Linked DNA regions of Mus musculus: all the other regions are linked to region 1. Evidence: chromatin contacts called from public HiChIP or PLAC-seq and promoter capture Hi-C data. All regions are on one chromosome and are shown on one strand. The core of a region is the stretch at or near the end of the contact, and the rest is flanking DNA. Distances in the headings are between cores, read along the strand shown.

Evidence for each region. Promoter capture Hi-C pulls out the DNA fragments that hold promoters and counts their contacts. HiChIP or PLAC-seq counts read pairs in DNA pulled down with a chosen protein or histone mark.
Region 2: a contact with region 1 is called in a promoter capture Hi-C map of stem cell-derived epiblast-like cells, with 4 times the contacts expected there. The contact joins the promoter of Cck here to the promoter of Entpd3 in region 1. A contact is called at or near these places in 3 of 39 promoter capture datasets (liver, second pharyngeal arch cranial neural crest and stem cell-derived epiblast-like cells).
Region 3: a FOXA1 HiChIP or PLAC-seq map of pancreatic cancer cells shows a contact between it and region 1. The contact joins the enhancer-like site here to the promoter of Entpd3 in region 1. A contact is called at or near these places in 3 of 39 promoter capture datasets (cranial neural crest, embryonic stem cells and pre-B cells), 2 of 115 datasets of contacts at active chromatin or transcription factors (embryonic basal ganglia and pancreatic cancer cells) and 2 of 9 other capture datasets (embryonic stem cells and liver).

Annotation. Positions count from the first base shown.
Region 1 is chr9:120,538,021-120,541,268 of GRCm38.p6, forward strand. It overlaps Entpd3 (ectonucleoside triphosphate diphosphohydrolase 3), which reads left to right and starts at 1,798. Exons shown (of 11, transcript NM_178676.5): 1 at 1,798-1,863; 2 at 2,632-2,683. The coding sequence starts at 2,644.
Region 2 is chr9:121,494,017-121,497,264 of GRCm38.p6, forward strand. Cck (cholecystokinin) reads right to left here and starts at 1,678. Exons shown (of 3, transcript NM_031161.4): 1 at 1,582-1,678; 2 at 301-516. The coding sequence starts at 514. The region is part of intron 1 of Gm38661 (a long non-coding RNA gene); the gene reads left to right.
Region 3 is chr9:121,394,316-121,397,563 of GRCm38.p6, forward strand. The region is part of intron 2 of Trak1 (trafficking protein, kinesin binding 1); the gene reads left to right. Among named protein-coding and RNA genes, the nearest start is that of Trak1, 29 kb to the left of the region's middle. Within about 2 kb of position 1,681, at least 53 of the 459 cell types and tissues checked have an H3K27ac peak or open chromatin away from gene starts, as enhancers often do. A contact at or near this core is called in pancreatic cancer cells, where this site is marked.

The sequences.
Region 1 (3,248 bases), core at 548-3,047:
TCTAGCTTTGGGCCCTCTAAGGAGCCAAGAGGCTGCACCAGAAATGGGCTCCGAAGCCCTCTGGGTCTCTGCAGTCCCTGGGCTGTCCTTCTTTGTCATCTGTCCTATTTGGCTTCCTCCAAGCTGTTTTTGTCCTGACTGTTGGCTCAGTGATGTTTAGAATGAAGGAGCATACTTTTCGGTCCCCATTAAGCCCCCTGGGAATCACCACCACAGATTGGCTTGAGAGTGTGTCTGCCCAGTTCTGTGTTCTCCAGTGTCCGCCCACGTGACTGGAACCCACCTGCCTACTCACCATACCCCATTCTAGTTGTTCTGCACGACACACCCTCTTCCCAGAGAGACTGAGGGGGAATGCACGGAGTTATGTGTGCTCTCAGAGTGGCCTGCCCTGTCCTAATTGGCCCTTGGTTCTGTTTTTCCCTCCAAAAATGTTTGATGGGGAAACTAGGAAAATAAAGTTACCTTGTAGCATGTGTGGTGACCCAAGAGTGACCCCAGTACTAGAAGACTAAGGCAGGAACAAGTGCAAAGCCAGCCTGGGCTACATAGGCAAATCTTGTCTCAAAACAACACACAAAACAGGGTACTGGGCTCCATTCTCCTTTCAGCCTTCCTGCGCTGACTCAGAGCCTCACAATTGCCTGTGACTCCAGTTCCAGAGGATCTGAAGCACTGTGGGTGTCCTCACACACACATGGTATACACACACACACACCACATCACATAATAAGTATATGTAATAATATATAACAAACAATATATAGGCTTAATAATACAACTTTTCTTTTAAAAAGGTTGTCTTGACAGATAGAAGACCGGCAGGCAAGGTGTCTTGGGGTTTCACTTCTGTGAAGAGACAATATGACCACGGCAACTCTTATGAAGGAAAACATTTAACTGAGGCTGGCTTAGAGTTCCAGAGGTTCAGTCCATTATCATCATGGTGGGAACCACGCAGCCTGTGGGCAGACGTGGAGCCAAAAGTTCTACATCTTGATCCTAAAGCAGCCGGAGACTGGATGTGTTCCGCGGTGGGTGTGATTTGAGCGTATAAGAGCTCAAAGCCCTGCCTCCACAGTGACATTCTTCCTCCAACAAGGCCACACCTCCTAATAGTGCCACTCCCTGTGGCCAAACATTCAAACACATGAATTTGTGGGAACCAAACTTACTCAAACTACCACCCAGGGGGTGCCTCTTGGGACTGGGGGCAAGGTCACATCACATCCTCTTCTGCCTTGGGTTCAGGGGACTGTGCAGGGAGTTAGAAGATAAAGATGTGGAAAGCTCTCTGACTGGGTCCTGGTGGGACACTGAGCTAACTAACCCTGTCAGCTTAAGAGCATCTGCCATCACCTAGGAAACACACTTCTGAGCAAGTCTGAGACTGGGTGTCTAGGCTGGGTTAACTGGGCCAGAAAGACCCATCTTGAACGAGGGTGGTACCAGCGCTTTAGGCTGGGATCTCTGGTACCTGAATGCAGACAGGATGTGACTGCAGTCTAAGATCCTGCCAAGATACGTTTTTAGGACAGTACCTACAACCGTGAGTCACCTTTTCTTCTTTAGGTCCCTTTTGTCAGGTACTTTGTCAGCAACGAGGGAAGTAACTAAAACAAGGCCTGAAAGGATTGGCTACCCCCCACGTGGCAATGATTCCCCCTCCATCCTCATGCCGGACAGGCTGGGGTGAAGTGAAAGAGAAGAGCCTGGGAAGGTGAAGAGGTCCTGGCCCCAGCGCTTGCGGGAGGCGGTCCCTAGCAGGCTGCGCCACCCACGCCACCTCGCTCCGCCTCCTGGACTCCCGCACCCCAGAGGCGCCTCCGCTTTTCAGCAACCCGCAGCGAAAGCAGCGCCCAGGTAAGGTCTGGCCCCGCGCGCAGGAGTGGGATGGAGCAGGCTGTGGGGGGCTGGGAGCGGGGAGGGAAGGAACCAGCACAGCTTCCCGCAGAGGGCCGCAGGCAGGAGCTGAAACCCGGGGAGCTGGGCACTGTCATCTGACAGGGACAGGACACCGCGTCACGAAGCACCCCAAGACCTGCAGATGCAGGGGACGGGCCAACTCCCAGGTCCCCACCCTGATCCCCAGGGCCTGACAGCTGTCTGCTGGTGTTCAGCTCAGGGAGCTGGAGACACCCCGCGGGTCTTTAAGGGTGACTGCATGCTGGCAGCCACCAGCACACACCGATGCCAACCGGCTTTGCTGGTGCGCTTTGAAGTATAACCCAGCCCGAGCCTTGTGAATATTACTAAGAGGGGGTTCGCTCTGCCCGGGTGCTGGTCACAGGTGCGGCCCACAGGAGAAAAAAAAAAAAGAAAGAAAGAAAGAAAGAAAGAAAGAAAGAAAGAAAGAAAGAAAGAAAGAAAGAAAGAACACATGCGCGCTCACACAAGCTTTTGGGGTTTTATTTTCAAAATTGCTCTCTAGTTAAAGTTTTAACCAATCCATTCTTCCAGCTTTACATTTGGGGAGGGGATACTGGGTTTGGAGTTCCAGCTTCCATCGGTCTCTGACGTTCTGGTTTGACCTCATTGTTTCTAAAGAGGCTTCGATTTAGATGACGTTGTGTTCAATATCAATACGTGCAAGTTTAGCCACACGCTCCTTCTGTGTTCTTACCCCTGCAGCCCGGAGAGAAGATGTTTACCGTGATGACCCGCCAGCCATGTGAACAGGCAGGTAAGTGTTGCTCACTGGATGCTAGGTTTTGTCAGACCCAGGGAGAATCCCAGCTTTGGTTCGTAGCTCTCCATCTATATCTCCTGTGAATGGCTGTTTATCGTTGTTCCAAGACTTCGCTCACCTGGGTTTCACCCTTGACATTCTTCAGATAAAAGTAATGCTTTTCCACAAAGCCACAGGAAACAAGGGCTAACACGAATGTTTGGCTTAAATGGTTTTTCCTGTTCGTATAATCCATTATTTTGGCTCTTGTGGTTTCCTTACCTAGCTATGTGTAAGGTTTGTGTTATGTGTTGTTGACGTGGGAATGAATCCTGATAGAGTTGGGTCGCCCTGAGTACTATGGTAAGCTGCACAGGAACACCTCTCCCTCTCATCTGTCTCTCTCATTTGTCTCTCATCTGTCTCTGTCTCTCTGTCTCTGTCTCTGTCTGTCTCTCTCTCTGTCTCTCTGTCTCTGTCTCTGTCTCTCTCTGTCTCTCTCTCTGTCTCTGTCTCTCTCTCTCTCTCTCTCTCTCTCTCTCTCTCTCTCTCTCTCGTGTGTGTGTGTGTGTGTGTGTGT
Region 2 (3,248 bases), core at 428-2,927, 960 kb after region 1:
TTGATTATTATTATTTTTTAATGTTGTCCTAAAACGGTTTTATATTTCATCCGAAGACAGTGTCAAAATCAGTTCAGAAAAGGGTCTGTTAGCCGGCTTCCCTTACCAACGAGGTAAGCCCTCCGCCCACCTCCCCTGTGAACACCGCCTGTCTACTGCTCAGCGCTGTGCAGCGTACCTCAGGGAAGAAAAGTGAAAATTTTGCTCCTTGTGCGTCCTCTGTTTCCTCCTCCCTGCCAGTGCTGAAAGGATCAAGATTGGAGCCGCAGCAGAAGCCTGACGGGGAGCGGACACCCTTACCTTTGCGGACCTGCTGGATGTATCGCGCTAGCAGTGCGCCCAGGCGCGCTCGGGGCTCGCCGTCCGTCCGGAGCACAGCCCGCAGCTGCCTTCGGGGCGCCTCTTGCGCCCGCTGCTCCACGGGGTCCGTAGCTTCTGCAGGGACTACCGGCTGCGCCAGGGCGCCAGCAGCTAGGACTGCCATCACCACGCACAGACATACGCCGCTCTTCATGGCTATGGGAAGCAAAGGCGAGGAGAGTGAACCAAAGACTGGCCTCAGCGTGCTCCAGCCCAAAGTCCCGCACACAGAAGTCGGCTGAGGCTGAACATGGGGGCTGCAGCCGGGTCAGACTGGCTCAACCGTAGCCAAGCGAAGTTCCTAGATGCGCCCTGGCCACCGCGATAATTTCTGCCTGGCTTTTGTGTTATCCACACCTGGGACCTGGGAATCCCGCAGAGTCCCGATTTTTCTGCCCTGATCAGAAGCAGCGTTTCCTCTTGCTTTCCTGAAGTTCCAGGACGCCTTTGTAGCTCATCTCTCTTCTAACCAGAAAAGCAGAATGAAGCGTGTGTGTGTGTGTGTGTGTGTGTGTGTGTGTGTGTGTGTGTGTGAGAGAGAGAGAGAGAGAGAGAGAGAGAGAGAGAGAGAGAGTCAGAGAGACAGAGAGAGACACAGAAAGACAAACGGACAGACAAACACGGGGAGGATACTTCTGGAGAGAAATGTGAGAGATTAAATTTATTCACTACATTAAAAATGTCAGGACACTGGGAAACGCCGTTTTAAGTGTGGGCCCATAAAAAGAAGCTGTATTTATATAGATTCTTCTGCGTTTTACGGGAAGTCACTATACAAAGCAAAAGCCAGAAATCTGTGCCCAGTCCTCAGATGTGGCCAAAGCCCTGCTACACTTGAGAACTGAGCAGATGGGTGCTGTATCATAATGATGTGTTTTTATTCCCCAAAGCCTTAAAATTTTTTTAATGCAGCATTTAGAAAATGGGCATAAATCTTTAAACCTCTAGGTAGTTTCTTTTAAATGATTGCAAAGTGCTCCGAACAGCAGAGAAACCCTAAGAGTGGCTATTCCCAGCCTTGCTGTAAACAGAACATACAACAAGTCTCTCCGCAGCAGTACCCACCCAGATGCATTTTAAGGCTATTTCTGACTTCAGGAAATCTTTCTAGCTGTCAAGGGAGGGAAGGCACAGAAAAAGGAAAGACTAAACAGCAAGAGGTGCAAAGCTGCAGGCCAATATTCTTCACACTCAAGATTGTTGGATCAGCCAGCTACTTACCTTTGGATGGGGAAATCAGCTGGCTTGGCGAGTTCCAGCGGAGAAGGCTGCAGTCCAGCTAAGTTGAGGGCAGGCGGGAGGGTGACTGCTCTTAAATAGCTCCTCCCGGTTCGCAGCCAGTCATCTGTTTACCCAGTGCTGACGCAGTCCAGCAGGACACGTGCTCAGAGGCAGCCACTGGAGGGACCACCGATTGATGTGGCCCTCCGGAGAGAAGGGAAGCGTCCCAGTGAATGAGGATAGCCCCTCCCAGGGGGGCACTTTGCATGGGTCTTACTCTTTATCTAAAGAGCTTCCTTCCCACCTGTTCGGCGCCTGTGCAGAGTCCACCTCAGGGAGGGTGCCACCTCCACTCTCGGTGAAAAACAGGAGTTTATCTGCAATGGAGAAGCTGACCAAGTTCAGTGAGCTTTGGGGATCAAATCCTTCAAGGAAACTGGGGGACCCTCACAGGCTGGGTGTCAGCAGATGTAATCCTGGTGTGTTCTCTGGGACCACCTCAGACCTGAGTGGGCTCTCACAAGTAAGAGAGGGAAATCGGGCTCCCAATTTTTCAGAACTCAATTGCAGTTGGCATCCTGGATTCTATTCTTACACAATTGTAAGATCGGGTGCAGCTCCTGCCTTTCTGCGAAAAGCCTCTGGGAAAAAGATTTGTAATTTCTTTCCACGACGACTTCCCAGGGGCCTATCATCTACTGATGCTTTTGGTCGTGAAGTGGCGCCAGAGAGTGTCTCAGGCACTCCCAAGCTCTGGCTGGCTGAGCCATGCGGGCTGGGCTCGCACCTTCCCAAGAGCTCAGATCACCCTTTCCAGTCTAGTCCCTCTAAAGTTATGGGATTTCGCTGGGTGATGAGGATCTTGGCTGAGAAAAAGACTCTTACCAAGCAAGAAGGAGAGAGGGGGCTCTCTCTGCTGTAGTGCGCACAATCCTGCAACCCCCAGTTCTCACATAACAAAGTGATTATCTATGCCCAGGGTGCTAGAATTTGCTGAATCCCTCTAACCCCATTCCACAGAACACATACTGAGGAAGCCCCACAGCAACCTCCTTGCTGCTAGCTTGTAACTTGGGGTCACCACCAGCCAGGGCAACCATGCCCTCAACCCTGTCAAGCTAGGGTGAATGGAGAAAGGGTTAGAAACTCTTTCTAAATAGAAAAGGCACACAGTTTGGGGACTTCCGGCTGAGGGGGACTATGAGAAACAGCAAGTGATGCCAAGAGTTTAGGTTCATGGTTGTGGCTCTAGCGGTGTCTGCAACCTAGAGGCAACATGTTTTAAACAGCAACAGATTAAATGCTGTGGGGTGATTTCCCGCACAAGACAGCTCAGGTTGTGGGAATGTATCTGTGACAGATCGAGCATGTCCGGAATTGTGGATAAAGCAGCTGGGCACAAGGCTGTTCGATATGGTCAGAATCCACAGGCGCTGACTTCCCTGGGTCGGTGGCTGAGATATGGACGCTTAGCTGCCTCCTTCCCTCCATCGCTTGCCTCAAGATTTATGAACTGTGCCCAGCCCCTGAGGATGCGGTGTGACCAAGACTGGACAAAATAAATACCCACACAAATAAACACCTTTGGGAGCCGGGGGCCTGGAGCTGGAACTGGGAGGCGGCTCAGCCAGTGAAGTGCTTGCCTGCAAGTACAAGGAACTGAGTTC
Region 3 (3,248 bases), core at 431-2,930, 860 kb after region 1:
ATCAGACCATTTTATAGGATGGCCACAGAAGTGACTCGTTGAATCCCTATAAAACATCTACAGATAGGCAAGGCCCACCAGTGCCCAGTTCCTAAGGTCTCTTTAACAGGAGACTCAAACAGAGATTCATCATTTGTTTTCAGTTATACATGTAGGAAAATGCAAAGGAAGCCCTGTTAGAATCACAGGTGGGTACCACAGAGTAAATTACAAGTGGAGGAGCTGGAATGAGCTTAAGGTTGGGTGCATCCAAGTCTTCTTGTGTATTATTTCCTTCTGTGGATTCTGTGCTTAGAGCTGGGTGGCTCTTTATTAATGTCTGTTAATTGGAGCTGGAGAGATGGCTCAGCAGTTACAACACTGACTTCTCTTGCAGAGGACCTGAGTTCAGGCCTCAGCAGCCACATCAGGAGGCTCACAGGTGCTCCACAGGAGTGATGTCCTCTTCTGGACTCTGGGAGCACTGCACTCACATGTGCATCCACCTCATACATACAAATACATAGAATCTTTTAAAAAGAAAAAGAACTTAACTATCTGCTAATTGAAATTAAAGATTTAAAGTGAAGTTCTGTGACACACCCCACCCAAATGGTCAGTAAAGAGAATTTAAGAGTTTTATGAATTTAGTTATTTCCCTTAACTTCCAACAGAGATGTAACATTGTCTTCTGTGATCAGACTGGAAGACTAGGCTGGATGTCAGCTGCAGGGCATGCAACTTTGTTACCAGTGGAGAGCAGAGATGCCTGGGTGCTGCACACCCACAGCAGTGGCTACACACTGTAAAACCTGCCTCTGCCCATCACTGGGAGCAGATGCTGGGCGTTGCTACAGCACTGTGAACCTTTTTTTTTTGGAAAGATCTTCGTTAAGCAGCTCTTACATCAGCAGATTTGGTTTTCCTTGGGCTTTCTGAACTGCAAAACACAGCATTGCTGTTTGAGGGATAGAAGTGCAGGTGATGTGTAGAGAGCAACCTAGGGGCCTGCTCTGTGCCTGGTGTCCTGGATTTTTTGTTTGCTTGTTTATTTGTTTATGTCTCAAGACAGGGTTTCACTATGTAACACTGGCTGGCCTAGAACTCAAAGAGATCCATCTGCCTCTGCCTTCTGAGTCTGGGGATTGAAGGTGTGCACCACTGTGCCTGGCCCTACTACTTATTTATGTATCTTGTGTGTGTGTTATATATCTGTGTTCATATATGTATATGTATATATATATATATATATATATATATATATATATATATGTAGAGACCAGAGGATGGCATTGTCTTCTATACATCACCAATGTATGTTTGTTGGTGTTTTGTTGTTGTTTCTGAGCTAGGGTCTCACTATCTATCCCTGACTGGCCTCGAAAGCAGAGCTTCACTGGCCTCTAAAGTGCTAGCATTAAAGGTGTTCTCCACCATGCTGGCTCACCTTACATTTTAAGACAGGCTCTCTCAGTGGACTTGGAGATCAATGACTCAGCTTGACTGGCTGGTCAGGAGCCCCCAGGAACCGGAGTTGGGATCGGAGGGGCACACCAGCATACCTGGCTTCTTTAGTGTATGCCAGGGATAGATCTCCAGATCTTCATGTCTGCACAGCAGGCAGGTTTCCACTGTGCTTCATCCCTGCCCTGGTTGGGTTTTGTCTATGTGTTTACATATCTGTAACCCGGGAGACACATGACTCAGTAGAGTGAATCACCAGTGCCAGGCCACTGTGGGTGGCTGAGAAGACATTGTCCACTGCTTCCCTTCTAGGTCCACTGTGGGCATTGTGTAGGGCGGTGCCCACTGTGGCTGGTGGAGTTGGGGATACAGGGCTCCCTAAGGTGAGAAACCAGAAGGGGTAAAACCAGGGTAGGTACATCCTGGCCACCGTGTTTGGGGGTAAGACCCCACTGACACTCCCCCCCAGTCCCCCTCCTGGGTGGACAGCCAGGCTCTGCCCCTGAACCTGGCCCTCAGTTGCCTGGCTGATGAGAGGGAACACTTCCCCATCTGCTTTTTTTGAGTCAGACCTCCTTCTACATCAACCTTTCCAGAGTCACTTCATTCATTCAGAGAATTCATTTCCATGGCTCACAGAGTATGTGCTGCACTACCTGAAACCGCTTCCTGCTCTGTGACATCCAGCTGCCTCATGTGGTCTGACGGTGACCTGTGTGCAGTAGACCAGTCATGTGACACTCAGCGCACACCAAGCAGCAAGGTCACCATGTTTGTTCTTGGGTGACCATGCTCCTGTTGGTCCTTCTTCCCCGGCCTTTTATGGTTGACACCAATTGATCCAAGAAGTAATTCTTTGTGTCACACCCAGATCTGCTGACCACCACACCTCAGAGGTCATCTGGGAAAGAGCAGGCCCTGAAGCAAACAGGTTTTGGAATGTCACCCCAGCCTTTGCTTTCGGTGTGCAGTAATCCAGCCAGCCAGTATGTGCAGGATCAGGCAGGCATGGCGTTCCTTTCAGCACCAGAGTTCTTGCCTGAGATTTACTAAGAAGGTGGACACATCTCTATTGTTTAGATCTTCTTCCCATCCTAACCCAGGACTGTGGCATGTGCAGGCTCGTGCTGAGGGTAGTAAGGACAGTGACCTCTCCTCTGGGACATCATTCTTTCCTCTGTGAGGGTTCCCACCCCGACACCTTGACCGGACTGCCATGCTCTTTCAGTAGGGAGTACCTTGGATCAGGTCCTGTCAGCTTCAACTCTCCTGACAGAGGTACAGGCAGCCTCTGGCCCTGTGTTGGCTGGTTGTGGGAACACACGGTCTGCTGTGCCCTTCCATTCCAGCCCTGCACCCCCCCCCCCCCCACACACACACACAGCTGATCTCACATACTGAGGAGCCTCGGTATCGAGAGAGCTCTTACTGGGGAGGGTACCAGGATGCTGGTTAAGTATGAGGAGCCTTATTCAAGGTATTCCCGTTGAGAGCTTAGTCAATTGTGCAGTTAAACTGTCTGCAGCATTGGTCCCTCTCTCCTTTTCTTGTCTTCCCACCTCTTCTTCCTCCCCCTTTGTCTCCTCCTCTTCTCCCCCCCCCCCCCCCGTCTCCTCCTCCTTTCCCTTCTTCTTCCTCCCCCTTTGCCTCCTCGTCCTCTCCCCTCTTCTTTCTCTGCATGCTCCTCCTCATCCACCATCTATCTCTCCTCCCACACTGGCTCTGCCTGTTCAGAACCTGTCTGCTCCTTGAACTCACCGTAGTGTAGGCTGGCCTTTAACTATGGTCTTCCCACCTCCACGCTG